3 separate regions of the Mus musculus genome follow, and all the other regions are linked to region 2. A link is a contact called in public promoter capture Hi-C data. All regions are on one chromosome and are shown on one strand. Each heading gives the region's core, a stretch centred on a gene start, on an enhancer-like site or on the middle of the called end of the contact. The rest is flanking DNA. Distances are from core to core; before and after follow the strand shown.

Region 1 (2,721 bases), core at 133-2,632, 1.2 Mb after region 2:
TGGACTATCCAGAGACTACCCCACCTGGGGATCCATCCCATAATCAGCCACCAAACTCAGACACTATTGCACACACTAGCAAGATTTTGCTGAAGGGACCTTGGTATAACTGTCTTCCTGGCAAATACAGAAGTGGATGCTCACAGTCATCTATAAGATGGATCACAGGGCCCCCAGTGGAGAAGCTAGAGAGAGCATACAAGGAGCTGAAGGGGTTTGCAACCCTATAGGTGGAACAACAATATGAACTAACCAGTACCCCCAGAGTTTGTATCTCTAGCTGCATATGTAGCAGAAGATGGCCTAGTCGGCCATCACTGGGAAGAGAGGCCCCTTGGTATTGCAAACTTTATTTGCCCCAATTCAGGGGAATGCCAGGGCCAAGAAGTGGGAGTGGGTGGGTATGGGAGCAGGGCGGGGGGAGGGTATAGGGAACTTTCCGGATAGCATTTGAAATGTATATAAAGAAAAATTGTGAATCTCAAAAAAAAAAAAAAAGTGATAATAATACTACCCAAGGCTCCACGGCGAGTGTGTGTGTGTGAGTATGTGTGTGTATGAGTTTACAGTCTGCATTCCTCCAGCCTCAACCTGTGGGCTTTTCTGGAAAACCAGAAGTACCCTAAAAGGTTGAACCAATCTTCCTTGTTTTGAGAGAGAAATGGGTGGCCTTACTCCATGAATTATGCTACTCACCTCCTTTTCATTAAGAAAAAAAAATAAATCCCCAACAAAGATATCTTTTAAAAAAAAATCCACTCCTCTCTTTGGCGTGTTTACTTTGCTAAATTTCTCTTTAAACTGTGTCTCTCAATTGATTCATATCCTTTGAGAGCGTAGTAACCAAAAGACCAAAAAGATGGTTTGAGTCTAGGTGTTTGAGATCAGCCTTGAAGGCACACACAGGCATGAGCTAAAATTCAGTTTGCGTAGGTCTTGGAGGGACGCAGTTGTCTATGTGAAGACAGTTTTGCCATGCAGCAGAGAGAAATTACATTTCACGGCTTTTCACCTTCCGGTTAAATACCATTACTACCCCCATTTTACAGGTTAGGCACCTAATACTTAGGGAGGTTGTCACTCAACGACAATCATTCACTATACACAGGGGAGCTCCCACTTCTGAGCTGAAATTAAAAAAAAAAAAAAAAAAAAAAAAAAAAAGATGCACACACAATGTAAAAGGAGGAAGGAAACAGACACCCCCGGACAAAACCACCCCATTTCCTGTCTTCTTCCGCGAAGCCAGGGTGCCTCCCAGCGGCTGCCTCTCATCACCGACGCTTCCGGCTTCAAGGTTGCGTCATTTGAGAGCGTCCCGCGAAGTCTCGGCCGGGAGCTTGCGCGCGGCCTAGGACGTCGGGCTACGAGGCGGGCCTTCCGGCCTTCTCCAGAATAATTTCCGGCAGAGACCGGAAAATCTTCCCGGATCGCCTCCGGGTGCCCTGTGTGGGAAGGTGAGGTTCCGGCGGCCGGCTTCTGTTCGCTGGCGGCTGGCAGCACGCTGCAGCCTGCAGCCCCCCAGTGTCGGCACGGATCGGCCGCCCTGAGGCGCCGGGGCAGCGTTCGGCATGTCGTCGGGCCTGCGCGCCGCAGACTTTCCCCGCTGGAAGCGTCACATCGCGGAGGAACTGAGGCGCCGGGACCGACTGCAGAGGCAGGCGTTCGAGGAGATCATTCTGCAGTGTGAGCGGCACGCGCGGGCCCGGGGCGGGGAGTGGAACGCGCCGTGGCAGCGAGAACCCCGGCTCCGCCCGCGCGCATGGCGGCCTCGTCGGGGACCTGGCGTCCCGCACGTCTCGAGCCCTTTCGTTGCTTACCTTCCTTCTTTGGCTTAAACCTTAGGCGCGATCATGGAGGGTTCCCCTTTTCCAGGTTCTTTCCACAGACATCGTTTGCAGTTGTAAATCTCGATAACCCAGGCGGCGCCGATGCACTTAGGTAGTCAGGCTCCAAAAACGTCGTGTTTAAGGAATCGAGTTCAAGACAGAGATTGACTTTACGCATTAACTCGAGAGATGGACGTTCTCTTCGGAATGCTGTGGAACTAGTGGTTTTTGACTTCTCAGGCCTCTCCATATTGTTGGTACACATTTGAGTTTTAGGATTTGTCCACTGGGTCATTTGCTATTATTGAAAGCCTTAAGTGAGAAAAAAAGAGTGGTCTCTTCGCCGCTCTTTGCGAATTTTAAGGATCGAAAGTATCTTGTATTCTTAAGGCGGGTTCTCAACGATCATTTTCGTGCCTCGTGTTCCCAATTTAGCCAATCTGTTTCACATTTGAACGAATGCGTTGACACTCCTCGATCCTGAGGTTCCATCTGCTTCCTGAGATAGCCTGGGCATAGTCTTCCTAAGTTTTTGCGGGTAGTGGGATTTGAAATCGTAGTACTGCTATTTGCATTCTGATGGGGATAAATCAGTAGTTATTTACACGTTAGAATCATCTGGGGATGTACTTGACAATCAAAAACACTCCAGACTAATTAAGTCAGTATAAATGACAGAAGATAAAATAGTCCCATACTTTTTTTATGCTTCCTGAGTGGTTCGATTTGCACACACGTTTGAGCATTTTAAGTAATTGGCATGTATTGTTTCATGTTAAATTTTTATGAAGCACCAAGGCCAACGATGATGAAGTTGCAGTATGGGTTAATGTTGGGGCTGAGGTTAGACATTGGTTTTAAGACACTTGTGCATTTGCCTTTGTTGGCTCTC
Region 2 (2,700 bases), core at 133-2,632:
GAAACTCTGAGGATGACCTGAATTCTGGATCCCCCTGCTTCCATCTCCCAAGTACTGGGATCACAGGCATTCAACACCAAGTCCACCGAAACAACGAATTCTGATATCATATGGTGTCCTCAACACAATCAAGTAATTGTGAACAGCTTCACCATAATAAAGCGTTAACCTCAGCAATGCCAAAGATAATTTTGCCGGGAGTCGGTTCAAAACCAAAGTACCTCATGCATCTCACACACCTCCTATTTCTCATCTCGCTGGAAAGAGAACTTGAGATGTTAATGCTCCAAAGGCCAACAAAGTGTTAAGATGGGGTCCGTCTTTAATTTCTCTTTCCCCACCTCTCCACTACTCCAGCCCTATAAGAAGCCACAAGTGAGGAAGAAAAGTTGTGAAAACAAGACGGATGTGTGTGTGGTGGGGTGGGATGGGGTACATTATCCCCCACATACAAGGTCACTTGCTTGGAGTCACTTTCTCCTGCTCCCACCCTGGGCTTCCCGCCAAAGTCGCTCCTAGGCAGGCTAGGAGGCCAGCTTGCTGCACTCCCTCAGCCTCTGCGTGGGGACTGCAGCCCCCTTCTGGCCTCCCGGCCTTCAGGACCCTAATTTCAAATGGGAACTCTTCTCGCAGTAGCCAGGTCCCGGGGCTCCTCCACCTCCATCCTCCCCCCCGCCCCCCCCCCCCCCCAGGCTCCATCAACGTCCCCTTTCTCCCTCAGGGTGCCCCTGTGCCTGCCTCCCGTTCGCGGTCCCTCCCGGGGGCCCGGCACACAGTTCCTTTCCTGCCCCTTCTCGTAGCCCTTCTTCCCCGGTGCCCACCTGACGCCCCTGCCAAAGCCTGGCTCCTTAGAGCCACGGCCTCCTCCCAGCCCCGCCCCTGCTCCCGGGCGGATACAGTTTGAAGCCTCTCAGGATATCCCTGGCCCGCTCGTCCTTGGCTGACATGATGCGGCGCCTGCCGCCCGCGGCCCTCCCACGCTGGCTCCGCGGGGCCTCGCAGACGGTACCCAGGAACCGAGGACAGCCGCAGCCCGGCCGGACACCTCAGGTGAACAGCGGTGGCGGCCAGACCCGAACCGGCCTCTCCCTCCCCTCAGCTCCCGCTCCTGATCCCTTCTCCTTCCCTCTAGTCGTGGAGCTCCCGCCTTGAAACCAATGACAAGCCAGCCTTGGCGATTGGCATCTTGAGTAGCCAATAGCAACGCTCAGCGGCTTCGCTCGGGGACGGAGAGCGTCAGTGGGAAAGGCCCTCTTGGAGAGTCCCGGAGGACAGAATTTTCTTTCGTGTTGTTGCCTAGAGTTTGTCCCAGAGGAGCGATGGCTTGAAATCTTCAGAGGCGTTTGAGATGCCTGCTCTTGTTGCCGGGCACACTAGTGGTCTGAGACTATGGCAGGCTGCACTGTACAAGGTGGCAGAAACTACATTTCCCAGCATCCCAGAGAGCACAGGCGATCCCAGCGCACCATTAGAGGCCAGGGACTACAAGTCCCAGCATACTATGCGCTCCATCTTTTTAACTTGGGTTCCAGTGTGCCGAGCAGTGTGCACATATTTGAAATCCTCCTATGGGGTTGGTTTCTGAATCCTGTTACTTGAAACCCAGCAGGAAGGTCTTCTTTTACCCCGGAGACGTGACAACCCACCGACAGTTAACTTCTGTTTACATGGAACTCAGGAGTCTGCAAACCATGGTAAGACTGCAAACCACCAACAAAACCACATATTAAGCCACGAGAGATAACAGAACAAAATGACCTCCTCAAATAGTGTTAGTTTATTAGTCTGGAGTTCATTTTTACTTGTTTTGCAGGGTTTATGTTATATTTCTGCTTTGGACTGGGTGAGCTAAAGATTGTTTATACTCAATGTTAGTACAGGAAGACTTAAAAGATTTTGCCAATCCAATCTCTTTATCTTTTGTTTTTAAATATGAGGAAATAGAGACCCGGTGAGGCAGAGACTGGCCAGAGAGCACAGCAAATTGACACAGTTAAAATCTGGCTTTACATCTACTGACCTGTCATCTAGTATCTACACTACACTAGGGAGGTAATATTTTTAGAAGCATGGCAATGTGATTGTTTTTCTCCTTAATGAACAGTTTCTGAACTAGTGTTGAAACACCCAGAAAATAGGAAAGCATTTATTTCATGGATTTCCTGAAAGGAGCTGGTGTGACAGTCCTTTATCCTCAGACTAGATAGGTCTTGCTATTTTTATTTGCTTTTTTGACATTCAAGTTGACATTTAATGATTGTTTTTCCCCCAGAAAGTAGATAAAGTTGGTTTAACCCTCTGTTTCCTTGGAGACGCCTGTGTCCTTCCTCTGGCCTTCTTTCCTGTTCTTGTTCCCACTCCACCCATTTGATCACCCACCCATTTTGTTTGTTTTTCTTCCAAGTAACTCAACAAACCTTGTTTTGGTTTTTGGTTTTGGTTGGGTACTGAATTAAGTAAAAGATAGGCCACTGTTATTCAGAAGATACATAACTGATTAGGGAGATAAGGAGATTCAAGATGGAGTTGACAAGTGGCATAAAAGAAAAGATATCAGAATGCCACAGAGGATTACTTGTTGGCCTTTTAGTCAAGATCAAGTGGAGAATGCCTTAGAGGTTCTGGTGACGTGCCTTTAACAGCTGGCAAAACTTCATGGTGGAAATGACATTTGAACTTAAAGCAGTGGTTCTCAAACTG
Region 3 (2,700 bases), core at 66-2,565, 1.8 Mb after region 2:
ATTCCATTTTTACATTTGTTCTAAATTTAGTGATCCCACCCCAGTGCAAATAATATGATGGGGAGGATGAGAAAGAGGAAATGACCTTGGAAAGTAATGCATCTTCATTTACGATGCAGCCATAGCCCATCGGTTCTTGCTCAGTGTGTTCCCAGGTACTCCTGTTAAATGGTCTGTGATGTACTTTATATAAATTTCCAGGGACTGTGTGCAGGGCTATACAATGCTTCACTTACTGCCACCCAATTTTGAATACTTTGACCGAGTATTTGGGGGCTGGAATAGCAGAAAATCACTGGGATGATGGAGGCACACATTTCTGCAAACCGGAGGAAGAACAAGAAATCACCATAGCATGAGCGTGACTGGATGGCTTATATTTAATCTTCTGGGTTTACAAGACATGATGGAATTCTGCAGGGGCATTTTAAAAGTCATTGCTTTCTAGCTTCCATCAGAGCCCACCCTGCACGCCTGGTGCTAACACTTAATTATAGCCAAGAGAATCTGAGAAATGCAGTGGTCCCCCCCTCCCTCACCCCAGCAAACGTCAAGCAAAATCAATAGCTCAGTGCTGGCAACAGGATGCTGTTGTTCCCTTCATCTCCTCCGCTCATCTGCAATTGCTTTTATTACTGCAGTTCATTTAATGAGTCCAGAGCGTTTGGAGCCAGATGGTGACATTAGTTCAATCTGGAAGACTCTAATGGAATTGAGTTCAAACCAGGTTAAAAGTAACGGAATTACAAATTCCAGTGGTCATTGTCTTGTGGTATTACGCTCTGGGTACTTGTTATACACCAGAAGTTAGCGCCAGCTTCAAATGAAAGACCTGAAAGACAGTTGAGTGAGACCTGGTGCACTCATACACTCACTCATCCGCTGCATGCTTCATTACTCTCCCTATCACAAACACGGCCATTGTGGTTTCTGAACCATGGCCTCTGTAGTGGAGGTGGCAGGCAGAGCTAAGCCAACAGGAAAATCACTCCGCGTGAGTGCAGTCTCTAGGAAGGGAGGACTCTGGCATTGAGAGGTGGAGGGTGAAGGATTTTGAGGACCTGGGAAAGGACTAGATGCACAAGCTTTAAAGTCACCGTTTTGTTGAGTCCACAATTATGTCCCCTCCCCCAAAGAACAAAATGCAAAGAGAGAAGATAAACATTATACAGGGAGACCCAAGCCTCTCTGAATGTCTCCTGCTGTGGGATAAAGTCCCTCGGAGAGGTCCAAACTTCAAAAGTGGCCTCAGTCTGGAATTTTTCCACAGGAAAAGTCAGCAGTAAATATTGACACCGGAATCAATCATCTCTACTGAGGTTCCAGATTGCTCCAGCCAGCCAGGGCAGCTAGGTCACAGGTGACAAGAATAAGACAGCCACCCTCTGAAAGAGCTGTCATCCAGAAGCCTGGAGAGAGGCCGTCTCCCTGACTCTGGGTCGCCATCCTCTCAGTATGGAGCAGGCAATGCTGAAGACGCTGGCTTTGTTGGTGCTGGGCATGCACTACTGGTGTGCCACAGGTAAAGGACACATGCCACCGCTGGCCACCTGCCCTAGGTGATCACAGCCCTCTCGGTGCCTCATCTCTCTCTCACTGTGGCCTGTGTGTTTGCTGTCTAGGTTTCCCGGTGTACGACTACGACCCTTCCTCTCTGCAGGAAGCTCTCAGTGCCTCAGTGGCAAAGGTGAACTCGCAGTCCCTGAGTCCTTACCTGTTTCGGGCGACCCGGAGCTCCTTGAAGAGAGTAAGTGAATGGAGATACCTCCCTGAGCCATTTTTTTACCACCCCCGCCCCCGTCTTGACTTCACCTACTTTGTTGAGTAGATTATTCTTCTGTTTACAATGATCACAGTCTGTCCTCTTCCATGCTGACTTTTTGGACTGAGAAGAGATTTAATTACATTTTGTTGTTGTTGTTGTCCCGAGGCTGTCAAAGCTTCCTGGGACATCTGATTCTTCCCTCTGTGTTTTCCCTCTGACCTCGGCTTTTCTCTGTGTGTGTCCTGGTTTGGGGTGAAGATCCCAGAAGTCCTTGTGATGCTGTTTGATTGGGAGGTGCTGCCTAATGAGAAAGAGACTCTCTCCCCACTCAGCATTGGGCTACCAGTGTTTATAGGAAAGAAACGCTGGCTTCTGAGTCCATGAAACCCACCCACTCTGGTGGACTTGATAGTGCTGTTTCCCGATCACCTAGAGAACTTGGGAAAGAGACATTATCTCGGGCTTGCTGTGACTCACTGTGGCCAAAGTGAGGGGGAAGCAGAACAGGATCATAGAGAGGCCTTTCTCCTTCCTGCTCCCTGAGGAGTCTCTCTGTCTTCTTATAGGCTTAACTGGGCTAACAGGGAGGTAGGGACAGACATGAAGAAGAAATAGGACTGACAAGCTCATGGAGACATGAGTAGAGCCTTGTGGTCAGCAGCCACTACCTCCACACAGAGGCCACATGGCCGCTCCTACTGGCTGCTCCCTTTTCCACCCTATTCTAGGCTACCACCTCTTACTTACACTCAGCTACTCCTCTCATACTCAGCTGCTCCTCTCACACTCAGCTGCTCCTCTGCTCCTCAACAGCATACACACTTCATTCTCCCAGCTCAACTGCATGTAAAACATGTCCCTTTGGTCCCCTTTTGCAGACACTGGTTCCAAGTTTTCTTTCTCCCAAATGCAAAGCAAATTTCATTGCTTTGGTT

What was found. Promoter capture Hi-C pulls out the DNA fragments that hold promoters and counts their contacts.
Region 1: a contact with region 2 is called in a promoter capture Hi-C map of liver, with 16 times the contacts expected there. The contact joins the promoter of Atg16l1 here to the promoter of Pde6d in region 2. A contact is called at or near these places in 7 of 39 promoter capture datasets (the C10 cell line, the HPC-7 cell line, cranial neural crest and 4 more), 2 of 484 Hi-C or Micro-C datasets (B cells and uterus), 3 of 115 datasets of contacts at active chromatin or transcription factors (the 230-238 cell line, astrocytes and stem cell-derived neural progenitor cells) and 3 of 9 other capture datasets (adipose tissue, embryonic stem cells and liver).
Region 3: a contact with region 2 is called in a promoter capture Hi-C map of liver, with 9 times the contacts expected there. The contact joins the promoter of Spp2 here to the promoter of Pde6d in region 2. A contact is called at or near these places in 2 of 39 promoter capture datasets (both in liver), 1 of 115 datasets of contacts at active chromatin or transcription factors (pancreatic cancer cells) and 1 of 9 other capture datasets (pancreatic islet).

What each region holds. Positions count from the first base shown.
Region 1 is chr1:87,754,629-87,757,349 of GRCm38.p6, forward strand. It overlaps Atg16l1 (autophagy related 16-like 1 (S. cerevisiae)), which reads left to right and starts at 1,383. Exons shown (of 18, transcript NM_029846.4): 1 at 1,383-1,686. The coding sequence starts at 1,572. It overlaps Gm33517 (predicted gene, 33517), which reads right to left and starts at 1,118. Exons shown (of 4, transcript NR_157047.1): 1 at 697-1,118.
Region 2 is chr1:86,581,403-86,584,102 of GRCm38.p6, forward strand. It overlaps Pde6d (phosphodiesterase 6D, cGMP-specific, rod, delta), which reads right to left and starts at 1,383. Exons shown (of 5, transcript NM_008801.3): 1 at 898-1,383. The coding sequence starts at 947. It overlaps Cops7b (COP9 signalosome subunit 7B), which reads left to right and starts at 1,519. Exons shown (of 8, transcript NM_172974.3): 1 at 1,519-1,694.
Region 3 is chr1:88,405,695-88,408,394 of GRCm38.p6, forward strand. It overlaps Spp2 (secreted phosphoprotein 2), which reads left to right and starts at 1,316. Exons shown (of 8, transcript NM_029269.3): 1 at 1,316-1,522; 2 at 1,623-1,747. The coding sequence starts at 1,456.